Linked DNA regions of Mus musculus: region 1 is linked to region 2. Evidence: chromatin contacts called from public HiChIP or PLAC-seq data. All regions are on one chromosome and are shown on one strand. The core of a region is the stretch at or near the end of the contact, and the rest is flanking DNA. Distances in the headings are between cores, read along the strand shown. Region 1 overlaps Rcan2 (regulator of calcineurin 2). Region 2 overlaps Rcan2 (regulator of calcineurin 2).

Region 1 (6,483 bases), core at 473-2,972, 140 kb before region 2:
ATGTGTGTGTGTGTGTGTGTGTGCTGTTGTCACTTGCTGTACTATTGTTTTGAAAGTGGGTCTCTCACAGAACCAGAAGGTCAGCATCAGCTAAGCTACCCAGCCAGCAAGGTCTCAGGATCTGCCTGTCTCAACCTTCCCAGTACTGACCCAGTTCCAGGCATACCTCGCCTTGTCTGGCAGTTTATATAGGAGCAGGAGGTTTGGACTCCGATTTTCATGCTTGCAGAGCAAGGAACATTACCCACTGAAGTCATGTTGTAGACTGATGAGCGAACCCTCAATAAATATAGGGGTGACTTACAGAGGGCACTGATCTGCTAATAATCACCTGTGTAAAGTTTACATACACCCAGGGCAGCTGGGAATCACTGCAGTAGGATGGAAGGCAAAGAAACTATTAAACCCAAAGATTGTTCCTAGTTATAGAATGGCACATGCTCTCTAGCCCATCCTCGTACTCTTCCAGTATCTGGAACAGCTTAAGTTCCCAAAGTCCTTTAGGAGATGATGATAGTGATGGTGGAGGTGGTGGTGGTAAAGTAGGAGGAGAAAGAGCAGGAGGAGGTGAAGGAGGAGGAGGAGGTGAAGGAGGAGGGGGAGAAAGAAGAGGAGGAGGAGAAGATGGAGAATGGAAGAGAAGCCTCTTTAGCCCACACCAGATAATCCTTATGATCTTGCCTCTCCTTTCATTCTGAGAGCAGCTGAGGCTCTGCTTCGCTCAGTGCTGAGTCCCTTCAGGTTGTGACCAAAGCATCGTGTAAATTCTGTGTGTATTCCTACACTTGTGATGCAGGCCTCTTTTACTGTCTCTGTCTGTGGTAACCGACACACCCATGAATGTTCCCCCTACACTCCGCCCACTGTCCCATCTTTTCAATCAAGCTGACCACCGTTTAGCACAGCTGTCTGCTTTGCTTACTGTACGTCCTGGAAACTGGGTGTGCTCCTTCAACTCCGTGAGAACTGTTACAGAGCACTTACTAAATTCTAGGCACGGGGCTAGGTCTCCAAGTATGTCACATAGAAAGTGAATGCGTATTATACAGTACTGTGATGTGGGTTTCGTCATGGAAGGGGAAGGAACTTGCTTCAGATTATACAGCACATAAACGATGCAGTCTAGACTCAAACTCACACCTTGAGTTGCAGTCATTATCCCAAAGCAAGAAGAGAGCCCAACTTCACGGTAGATCTTTTCAGCTAGATAAGACCAGGTACGAAGGGCGAAGGGTATTGAACACTGACAATCACAGCTGTTTAGTTGCTGTCTGTTCACCAGATTTAAAACAAAAGCAAAAACAAAAATATTTATTTATTTATTTATTTATTTATTTATTTATTTATGTATTTATTTATTGTGGATCTGTGGATGTACATGCATGTACCACAGAGTGTGTAGAAGTCAGAGGACAACTTTCAGAAGTCAGTTCTCTCCTTCCATCAAGTAGGGCCTGGGGATTGAACTCAGGCCATCTGGCTAGGCAGCAAGGACTGTTGCTTGCTGAGCCACCTCACTGGCCCAATTCACAAGATAACCCAAGAGCAGAGTATAACAAAACATACTTTTAAGGATGATCCTTCATGCAGTATCCACACCATACACCCAAAGTATGAGTGCCAATTTATATTTGTAAAAGAATTCTCCTTACCTCTGACTCAGAGATTGAAATAGATATGTCTTCCTTGTGAGTTACATTAATTAGTGAGAGATATTTTCCACTTGAAGGGAGTCTGTGTGCTGAGCAGTGACTGCAGCCAAGCTTCTTTACGGAGACATGTTTTGATAGAGTAGGAATCGTGGGGGTTGGGGGGAGGGTATCTAAATATAGCAGACATGGGCAACTTGAAACTGAAGCACCATTTAAAACTCTCCTCTGCTGTTAACTAAAATTGATCTCGCTATGCAGAGCTAAAAATAGCAGGAGGGGAGAAGAGAATAGACAATGTTTTCATATCTCCCTGTGGGCATTCTCAGTGGCAGTGAGCATGACCTTCTGTGCCCTCCAGAGAGCAGAACAAAGGCTGGCAAATCACATTTGCTCAGATCAGCATCCCATTTAGCCGGTTGGCAGTCTATGTGCCATTTATGCCCGCTGCTGTGGATACACTTGTTTTTGCTGGGCTGGGATTTTGTTTTTTTTTTTTTTTTTCTTTCTTTCCTATTACATTACCAAAAGAATATAGCCTCATACCGCTTCTCAAATTCAGAATAGCAGATACCATAAAACAAATAGAAAAAAAGAATTCTAGCTCGTTACCAGGTCAGAAGCCTCAGCATCAGTGTTAAACAAAGCACAGAGAGCCTCCGTTTCTTAGCAACTGTAAACAGCCCGTGAACAGAGCCAAAGGGAGTGAATTCTGTGCACCATGCCCCAAATAGCGATTTTAGTAAAGCAGGGATGTAGCCCCTCCTTGAGAAGAAAGGCCTGGGGTATATCCAGTGGATGGTGGTTAATTCAGAAACTCACAACTGATCAACGTATAGAGAATAAATGCCTGTGGAGTGTTCACTCACAAGGGATTATTCACACCACCTCTTCCAAGATTGGGAGTCACTGCGGGAAAAGGGATGGAAAGAAGTGGGAAGGATGAGGTGGGGCCGGTGCCTTCTGGGCATGCTCTAAGACCTCTGTCCTCATGAACTCACAGGAGCTGTAGCTGCCCGAACAAGACCGTCAAAGATCAAGGCCGAAATCTTTTAGCATACAGAGAGAAGGGGATCATGAACACCCAACCCCAGTAGGGAGGCTATGAACGCGTGGTGGTTTCTGGGAAAGGGTGGATCTATCTTCTTTAAGGGTGTGGGCCCTGGTAGCTTGACTGTGTTGCAGAGGATAGTCTTATATCTATGAGAATAAGAATAGGACAAAATTGAATTCTGAGGATTTTTTTTTTAAAGGACACAAAAGTAGACCTGAAAAAGATTATGGGGAGGGATGGTGTAAATATGATAAAAAAAAAAAAAACCTTTGTGTGAAATTCTCAAACAAATAATAGTAGTATTGTTTTTAAAAACTGGAACTCAGGTAATTATTACCCCTTAAGACGGAATGAGTTATACTTTGTCATTAAAAGGGTTCTGCCAAAGGATTAAAGAAATGAACTTTATGAAATCATTTTTAATGGCAATGCTGGAAGTCCTTTGGTTATTGCTCACATTAATTAACTGCTGCCTGACTCAGTCTGGCTAAAGCCACAGAGAGCAACAATTTGCTGCTGAAGATACCATCTCTACGGAGGCTAACATCTGAGGCATCCATTTATTTATATTGTCAGTCATCCAATATTTATTGGGCATCTACTATGTGCCAGGTGCTAGCAGGAACGGAGAATACCAACATGGATAAAGCATACACATTGCTTTTAAAAAGCAGGGAAGAGCCAATGTTGAACAGCAGAAAATGCCCTCAAGGAAAATGAAGTATTTGTGTAAAGTGTCACATGGAAGACAAATGTGATTTTTTTTTTCCTGTAGCACTGTGTTGGGGTAATTCAGAGTATGTAGTCTTGAACCCTCCTTGTTGTACCTGAAATATCTCCTCTTCTGTAGCTTGAGGGCCCGGTATAAGTTCATATTTTAGATTCCCCCTTCCTTATTGCAAAAGTGTGGGTAAGCATTTGGCTCATGATGGCTGAGCACCAATGAATGGATTAATGCCAATCTCATATTCATGAGGTTTAGATTAGTTACATATATATGTTTCATATGTGTGTATATATATATATATGTGTGTGTGTGTGTGTGTGTGTGTATGTGTGTGTGTGTATATATATATATTATGTATATATGTAACACACACACATATATATATACACATATGAATGAATATAGGCCAGGAACTTGCTATTAGACTAAGCTGGCTCAAACTCACAGAGAGCCACATGCCTCTGCTTCCCTAACCCTGGGAATAAAGATGTATTCTCCATACCTGGCTGCCTCATGTCCTCTGGGTGACATATGTGTGAGCAGATAGATGCTCACATTATGTTCCTGGGCTTCCTAGACTTCAGAACTACTAGCCAAAATAAACCTCTCTCTTTTTATAAATCATTAAGTCTTGGGTGTTCTTTTAGCACCAGACAAGTGATGATGCTGGCTTCTAATATGACCTCTGTAATATTTTCAGCCCTATTATTGGACCCAAGTCATTTATCCACATGGGATAAGTTTATATCCTTCATAAACATCCCAGTTGTCCTTGCGGAGGAGGAAACCCTAGATGTTGGTGACCTTGGTGGTTTGCTATTGCATGTGAAATGGACTGGTCTATCTTTGTGCACCCTACACACCGGTTAGGCTTTCTGAAAGGCTGGTGTGGTGTTCAGAATCAACTCAGGGTTAGAACATAAGTTATCCAGTTTCCAAGCAGAACAGGCCTAACGTTGGCAATACTCAGAAGACCATCTGGCCAAGGGGTGGAGCTTCATTCCCTGCCTAAAATCAGAAGAGACAACTCTCCAGCTGCATTACCCTGAGAAAACCCATCTGTCTTACCACAGCTCAGTCCCTTAGTCCATCATGCAGATGACAATGGCTCCAGGGCACTTGCAAAATGGTACAAGGTACTTTTAATGTGAAATAGGGAGGTAAAGGCCATAGGTTAGCCTGCATTTGAACACTGTCAATTACCTGTGCTCAACATTCATAGGAACCATCCTTCTTCTCTCTCTGAGGTCATTTCCTCTCTGCCTCCTTTGTGGCAGGTTCTACAAGTATCCCTGCCAGGGCCCAATCCCTGCTCTTTCTATGTACAGCTTCCTTCTATCATTAGGTCATGCCCATCCCTGATGGTGACTTCTAGCCAGTGAGGGAGGCTGAGGCTGGTCCTCATCTCCTCTTTTCTACTCTCGGTTGGCACTGACTCCAAATGAAAGATTATATCCTTCATAAAACAAACCACCAACAACAAAAGGACTAGCTTTTACTGGATTACTAGCTCTCAGTAGGCAGACCACAGGTCAGCTGAGCTACAATTCCAGTACATTTTATATCAAGATGCCACTTTGGTAAAGAGCGAACACCAGGCTGGAATATGGCTCCCAGCTGAGGAAGGGTTTGCTGTTTAAACAGGAACACCTACAGTCCAGAGCCCATGTAGGCATGGTGGTACACACTTAAAAACCCAGTGCTGAGGAGGAAGAGACAGTTGGGTCCCCAAGAATCTCTGGCCAGTTAGCTTAGTTACTTATTGAGTTTAAGGCCATGTGAGATCCTGGTCCAACCAACCAACCAACCAACCAACAACCAATCAACCAACAGCAGAAAAGGTAGAAGATGCCTGAAGAGTGGTACTAGAGTTTGATCTCTAGCCTACATTCAGATATACATATATGCACATGTAAGTGCATGCACACATGTGTATGGGCACACACACACACACACACACACACACACACACACACACACACACACACGCGCGCGCGCGCGCGCGCGCTTACAGTGGAGGATGATGAGCAGTCTTGTAATTACCTAGCAGTGTTCTTAGTAATTGATGTTCTTACCCTGGGTTCCCAGTCTCCAGTCTTGTAAAATGTAACTCAGCCAGCTAGGCTCTTGGTGATTCTACAAGAAGTTCTATGTGCTGATATCTAGAACAACTATTCAACATGCCCACTAGTGTGTACCCATTCATAGCTGAGTCAAGCTGGCAGCCCACAGGGTCCTCTTGGCTTTAGAGGGTTCCTGCCTCTGTGATGGGTAATGGCCTTCCAAGGCTTGGCTTGAGAAAACCTGTCTTTGTACATGTCACCATGCTACTGCCCTCCACAGTCATGGCCCTTCTTGAATGGAGGACTCCAGAAAGTGTACAAGGCACTTATCAATGCCATCACCTCCCTCACCAGCCTATCCTGCACAACTACTGCTTCTCACAGTGGCTCTCTGGGGGTGAAACCATTACCACTTCTAGGGCCCCAGAAGCCTAGTGGCTCGGGGGTCCACCAGGAGAAGCTTTCTTCTAAGGCAGGCTCCACCCTGAACAGGCAGCCATTCCCCCAGAGAGAATAATAATTAATCAAATCAGACTCCATCTTTATCAAACACAGTAGGGTGACCATTTCTTCTTAGGAATTTCCTGGTTTTAACGCAGAAGCCCCTCCCCCCCCCCCCCCCCCCCCACACACACACACATGAATCTTTCCATGACTGGCAAGCCAGACCCATTGCTCACTCCATTTCCCATGGTTGACAACAGAGATTGCACGTGAGAATCAGGTTTCTAGGGTGGGTGACTCTGAATAAAACACCTCCCTGGCTGTGTAATGCATACTGGAAGGATTGTATTATAAGTTCATTATTCTTGGAATTTAGCATCTAGGGCACCGGTGGTTCTTAAACTCACCCGTAGGTTAGACTCAGTGGACATTTATGAACTTCACCTCTCTTAGGGTGGAGCCAGGCTATTGGGGTTGTTTTCTTAAGTCCTGAGTTACTCTGGAAGAACCACTAGCACAAAGAGCTGGCTTCTGGGCCAGTATTCA
Region 2 (6,232 bases), core at 678-3,177:
AAACCTAGGGCTTCATGCATGCACTTGGCAAGTACGCTACCATCGGGATGCCTTTCCACTTCCCCTTTTCTTGTTAATATCTATCTATCTATCTATCTATCTATCTATCTATCTATCTATCTATCTAACTATCTATCTATCTATCTATCATCTATCTATCTATCTATCTATCTATCTATCTATCTATCTATCTATCTATCTATCTATCTATCTAATGTAGGGGTTATACAAACCAGTCCTGAACACATTCTGTAGCCCAGGCAGGCTTTGAACTTGTGATCCTCCCGCCTCAGACTTCAAAGCAGCTGGCATTACGTACAGGCTGGTACCACCAGGCCAAGCTTTCTAAATTCTATATCTTTTTCAGTCTATATTAAAGGCAATAACATACCTTTGGCCTATTTTTTTAAGATGTGTATTTATATGAATTTATCCTGTGATGGCAAATTTTGTATGACAGGTGACTAGAATAAGGATAGCAGAGAGATGGCATGGCATTATGTATGTGTGGCGGTTGGTATGGGCCCATAGACTCATATGTTTGAATGCTTGGCCCATAAGTAACTGCACTATTGGGAGGTGTGACCTTGTTGGAGGAAGTATGTCACTGTGGAGGTGGGCTCTAAGGTCTCATATATGCTCACGCTATGCCCAGTGTGATACTCAGGCTCCTCCTGGCTGCCTGTGGGTCAAGATGGCTCCTCCATCCCCATTTCTGCCTATATGCTGCCATGCTTCCCAACATAATGAGAATGAGCTAAAAGTCTGAAACTGTAAGCCAGCCCAGCTAAATGTTTTCCTTTATAAGAGTTGCCATGGTCATGATGTCTTTTCACGGCAATAAAACCCTAACTAAGACAGCATGCTAGGGAAGACATCTATGGAAGAGGCTGGCGTTTAAATTAGTGCCTAGAGTGAGAAAGATCTGCCTCGACTCAGTATGCATGGCCCATCTAATTGGGAAAGCAGACAGAACAAAGAGGCAAATGAAGGAATCAATCCCCTACTCCCTCCCTCCCTCCCTTCCTCCATCCCTCCCTCTACTTACTCTTCACCTTTATTCTCCTCTCCCTACTCCCTCTCCTCTCCCTCCTCCCTCTCCTTTTTGCTGTCCTGGAGTTGGCTTCCCACCGTCTCCCATCATTGTCAAATACAACTCCACATTTTCCACCTTTTGGACACACATAATTACAGAAAACCACTGTCTTCACTCCCCCTGATTCGTAGACTTTCAGCTTCTGATGCAGCAGCAGCAGCAGCAACAACAACAACATATTTCCTGAATCCGGGGCTTTCCAGCCTGAAATGACTGGGCTATGCTGCTGGATTTTGTGGTTCTCTAGCTCAAGGCAATCAACTCTATCATGGCAACCCTCCACACCATCCACCCTCACAGAACCAGTCTGTATAACACATCTGGCTGCTAACACATCTCACATCTTTGCATCTGTGCATCTGTATGCTATCTACCTACATACACACACACACACACACGTGCACACACACACATATATATCTATATATCTATATGTATATATCTATATATCTATATCTATATATATGTTGTATATGTATATATCTCTCTATGTATATATCTATATATCTATCTATGTATATATCTATATATCTATCTATGTATATATCTATATATCTATCTATGTATATATCTATATACCTATCTATGTATATATCTATATATCTACATCTATGTATATCTATGTATATAAATATTTATATGTCATATCTATCTGTCTACTTACCTGTCTGTCTATTCATCCATTTATCTACATCTATCTTCTTTTGGTTCTTTTTCATTAAATAGCCTTAAATACTACTTGCCAGTAACTGACCGTATGCTCAGTGACACATATGAAGGAGATTAAGACATGCTAAAAAGGTTGATAATGATGGTGTGTGCCACAGGAATTTGACATGGTATGTCTCCACCTTGTGTCCATGAGAGCAAATAGCATGTCTGAGATACTTAAGGGCTTCTGCAACCAGAAAAACCAGAAACTCTTTTAAGGATGGAACAAGAGGAATCCATTGTCTTTCCCTACAATATCCATACATTTAAAAAATGTTTGCTCTAGGTAATGCTCTAGATAAAAGTATTACCAGGAAGTAAATTATTATTTTATTTTGTGAAAAAGTCTATCCTAAAAGTAAATCATTGAACAAGGCCAAACCAGGTGAAGCAAGGCTATTGGGAAAATAGTCAGATATGCAGACAATAATCATCAGAAGAAAGTATGATCGTAAGCTGTTCGTCAGTTTATCTGCTTTTTCCATGGGGCAAAATCCCTGTTACACTTTTCATTTCATTATGATCAAATCAAACTCCCAAACAGCTGGTGTTTTGTGATGTGAATACAACAGGGAAAGGCCAGGCCTTGGAGGAAGGCAAGGCTCCTCTGGTCACTCAGAGTTCCTTCTAGTCTCTGTGACCTTAGGCAAGGACCTTCACTTCTGAAGCTCTTGCTTTTATCAAATCTCAAACAGCATGGAAGGGGCTTATGCTTCCTGAGAAGATGGCAGAGAGCAGCCTGTCTGAAAAGATGCAGGAGCTGCCCATGACCCCATCAGACACCAATGAACAGTTCTAATCCAACGCCATACAGATAGCCCAGTTAAACTAAACAGACCGCAAAACAACATCAAAAGTCATGAGCCTAGAAGAGGGGAATGGTAGGCTAAGTGGGGAGGTGGCAGGGGAGGGAGGTAAGAGAGGATGGGGAGGGAGTAAGCAGAATATATTATATGCATGCATGGAATTGTCAAAAAGTGAAATTAATAAAAAATAAAAAATAAAAATACGTAAGGGATCTAGTGACCAATAAAAAAATAGGCAAAATGTCATATATAGAGTCTGTATTACTTTTTAAAAAAGGTTTATTTATTTTATTTATGTGTATTTATGCATGCCTTCCTGAATTTATTGCTCTGTGTGTGTGTGTGTGTGTGTGTGCTGGCACCTATGGAGGATTGAAGAGGGTATTGGGCCCTCTAGAACTGGAGTTACAAAAAGCTACAATGTTACAATGTACGAGGAAGAGGATTTATTTTTGCCCATAGTTTAGGGAGCATCAGTCCATCATGGCAGGCAAAGCATGGTACAAGAGTTTCAGACTTGGTTAAACTTTTGGCAGATCAACAAAGAACCTGAGACACGTAGCTGTAACTCAGATCTGTCAAACAGGTCCCATACCAGCTGCCAGTAAGTGTTCAAAGACATGAGCCTGAAGCAGACAATCCACATTGAATAACATATACAGTCTTTAAGAGAAAGGAAATCTTGACATACGCTAACACATGGAAAAACCTTGAAGACAATATACTAAGCGATATAAGCCAAACACAGAAGGAGACATGCTGTGTGTTTCCATTTAAATGAGGACTCCAGAGATATCCAACTCAGAGAGACAGAAAGCAGAATGGTGTTTGCCAGAGTCTAGGACAGTGGCTCACAACCCCTTGGGGGGAGGTGGTCAAACAACCCTTTCACAGGGGTCACCTAAGACTATCATCAAACAGATATTTACATGGTGAATCATAAAAGTAGCAAAACTACAGTTAGAAGTAGCAACAAAATAATTTTATGGTAGGGAGTCAAAAGAACATGAGGAACTGTATTAAAGGGTCATAGCACTGGAAAGGTTGAAAACCACTGGTCTAGAGGACTGGGAGAAGGGGGGGGGTCACTGTTTAATGGGCGGAGTTTCCATTTTAGATAGTGGGAAGGTTCTAGAGATGTGAACTTGACATCACTTGAAACCAGTTATGATGATGAATGTTGTCTTATGCATAATTTACCACAAGGGAAGACGTGGATCAGAGAGAGCTATCTGATCCTCAGAGAGTAAATATCAGAAGCTTCCAGAAGATGTCATAGCCCATTCTCTTCCGCATCACTGTAGGGACCATTTACCAAAGGACACAAGGATCTGTTATTGGTTTAGCTGCAATCCTTCCCTCCCCCTCCCCCTCCCCCTCCCCCTCCCCTAATTACATATCCGTGGGAAAGCTGAACCTGGGACATGGCTGCAACTACTTCAAAGACGCAGTCAGCGACTGAGACTGTAAGATGTTGAACATGATCCATGCAAATGTCTCAAATCTGTGACAATGTCCTGTCCCTGAGCACAGTGTGAACATTACCTAGGCATGTCTGGAAACTTAGCTATTGTGGTTTGACTACGGCTTGAGTATACCTCTCGAAGCTTCGCGTGTTGGAAGCTTGATGAGTGTAGGCAGTATTGGGAGGCAGTCGTACTGTTCAAGATCCTCCAGAAAGTTTCCCCAGGATGGGACTAGTAGAGTTTTCATGAGCCTCTAGGTGTTATAGAAGAGCCATCCCATCTCTTCTCCCTCCAGCTCTCTTTCAACCCATCTCTCTCACACGCAAGCTTCACTGTGATGCCATTCACCTTGATGACACACCCAGGAAGGGCTCTCCCTAGATCCAGTACCATGATGCTATTTACACTCTTAGACCTTAATACTGTGGATTAAGTAAACTTGTCTTTATAAGTAATCTAGTCTTCGGAGTTTTTTTTTTTTAAAGATTTATTTATTGTATGTAAGTACACTGTAGCTGTCTTCAGACACTCCAGAGAGGGCATCAGATTTTGTTACAGATGGTTATGAGCCACCATGTGGTTGCTGGGATTTGAACTTGGGACCTTTGGAAGAGCAGTCGGCGCTCTTAACCACTGAGCCATCTCGCCAGCCCCCATAATAGGAAACAGACTAATGAATTTATTTAGCTAAATAGAAACTATGTAAATTACTACAAAGGCTGGCCAAAAAAAATGGGTTTCCATTTTCATTAGAAATGATGAACATGTAAACTGGAACTGACCAATTTGGGTATGCTAACTGACTGGCCAGTGAACCAGTGAAACCTGGGAATTCACTTGTCTCTACCTCTGTAGTACTGTTGTTATAAGTGCACAGTACAACTTCCAGCTTTCTATATGTGAGTTGAACACTGGTCTTCACATTTGCATACTGACTGAGTCGTATCCCCAGCTCCGTGTCTGGCACTTAGAGAGGAAGGCTGGCAGGATCAGTTGGACAGTCAATAGGCCACATACAGCTAAGTTCAAGGGTGTAACAAGAAGCTACTGATCAATACAGATTATGAACAGCATCCTCCATAAGCAATCAATGGATGAAATTATAGTCTCGCTGCAGGCATGTTCTCTATACTGTAAAATACTACACACTGAGAATCTGCTCAGGAACAAGATGATCTAAAGTAAAAGTCATGGAGAGACTTGAAGACGAGGTGGCTTGTGACAAAGCAAAGGCTGCACACATGGCCCTGGTTCCCCTCACAGTATCTGCTACCCAGGGACAGTGTGGGTCTGCTCTCCTAAGAAGGTAAGGACATGGAAAGCTGGTGTGAGTCCCAGAGTCCTGGTTCCCACAGGGCAGGAGAATCTCCCTGGACATCCTGAAAGAATCAGCTGAGATAAGGGCTCCGCTTTGGTACCTGTGGTCTACCCACATCGGGAGGTTCAACAACCTGGTGTTCAGTTGCAGCATGGAGCAAACAAAGCTATAAGCAAACCCATGCAGAGACTGTAGTAAACTCTCCATTGTTTAAGGGTGGATGCCATTGCCATGGTACTTGAGTTCATGTCACTTCGTTTTGCTTAGATAGTTTTATCATTCTTTGGCTCTTCCTTCACAGTGTGGGGAAATAAAACTAATATTAACAGCCATATCATAACCTCTATCTCAAGAAATTATTTCATAATGTTAGCCCTGACACCTACCTCAGTCCAGAATTTACTAGGGCTTGTTATTTTTATATTTTATGCTCTTCCCAATAATACATTATATATTGGTACAGTTCCATTGTTTTTGTTATTTGTTAATCACCCACTGGTAAGAAAAGCTTCTCTCCTGGGGGTTTTGGGGGAAATAGATGTGAATTAGCCAACCAGCCAATAAATAAGCCATTAGTATTTTGAATCAGGTCATCACTAAATAGAAAATAGGAGGAGGAGGAAGAAAAGGAGTGGGAGAAGGAGGAGGAAGACATAAGAGAGTCCTATCTCTGAGAATGAGCTACAGGTGGCAAGATATGAAAGAAAATCAGCACATGAAGTGTATAAAAATTAAGAGGAGAAATATCCCATGCAGAAAGTATAGTTGGTTTAAACAACAAGAGTTGATGTAGGGAAAAATTCATAGACAAGAGGGTGAGTGGTGTGTAAGGGGT

The links. HiChIP or PLAC-seq counts read pairs in DNA pulled down with a chosen protein or histone mark.
Region 1: a contact with region 2 is called in an H3K27ac HiChIP or PLAC-seq map of heart atrium, with 4 times the contacts expected there. The contact joins two enhancer-like sites. A contact is called at or near these places in 6 of 39 promoter capture datasets (the 3T3-L1 cell line, HPC-7-derived erythroid cells, embryonic stem cells and 2 more), 5 of 15 datasets of contacts at CTCF or cohesin (the NIH/3T3 cell line, hippocampal excitatory neurons, large pre-B cells and 1 more), 162 of 484 Hi-C or Micro-C datasets (the 3T3-L1 cell line, 3T3-L1-derived adipocytes, the 4T1 cell line and 83 more), 24 of 115 datasets of contacts at active chromatin or transcription factors (the NIH/3T3 cell line, astrocytes, a beta-TC-6 cell line and 17 more) and 4 of 9 other capture datasets (adipose tissue, embryonic stem cells, embryonic tail and 1 more).

Annotation. Positions count from the first base shown.
Region 1 is chr17:44,021,995-44,028,477 of GRCm38.p6, reverse strand. All of the region lies in intron 4 of Rcan2 (regulator of calcineurin 2), which reads right to left. Among named protein-coding and RNA genes, the nearest start is that of Gm34857, 19 kb to the left of the region's middle. Within about 2 kb of position 1,722, at least 87 of the 459 cell types and tissues checked have an H3K27ac peak or open chromatin away from gene starts, as enhancers often do. A contact at or near this core is called in heart atrium, where this site is marked.
Region 2 is chr17:43,878,901-43,885,132 of GRCm38.p6, reverse strand. All of the region lies in intron 2 of Rcan2 (regulator of calcineurin 2), which reads right to left. Among named protein-coding and RNA genes, the nearest start is that of Rcan2, 80 kb to the right of the region's middle. Within about 2 kb of position 1,927, at least 2 of the 459 cell types and tissues checked have an H3K27ac peak or open chromatin away from gene starts, as enhancers often do. A contact at or near this core is called in heart atrium, where this site is marked.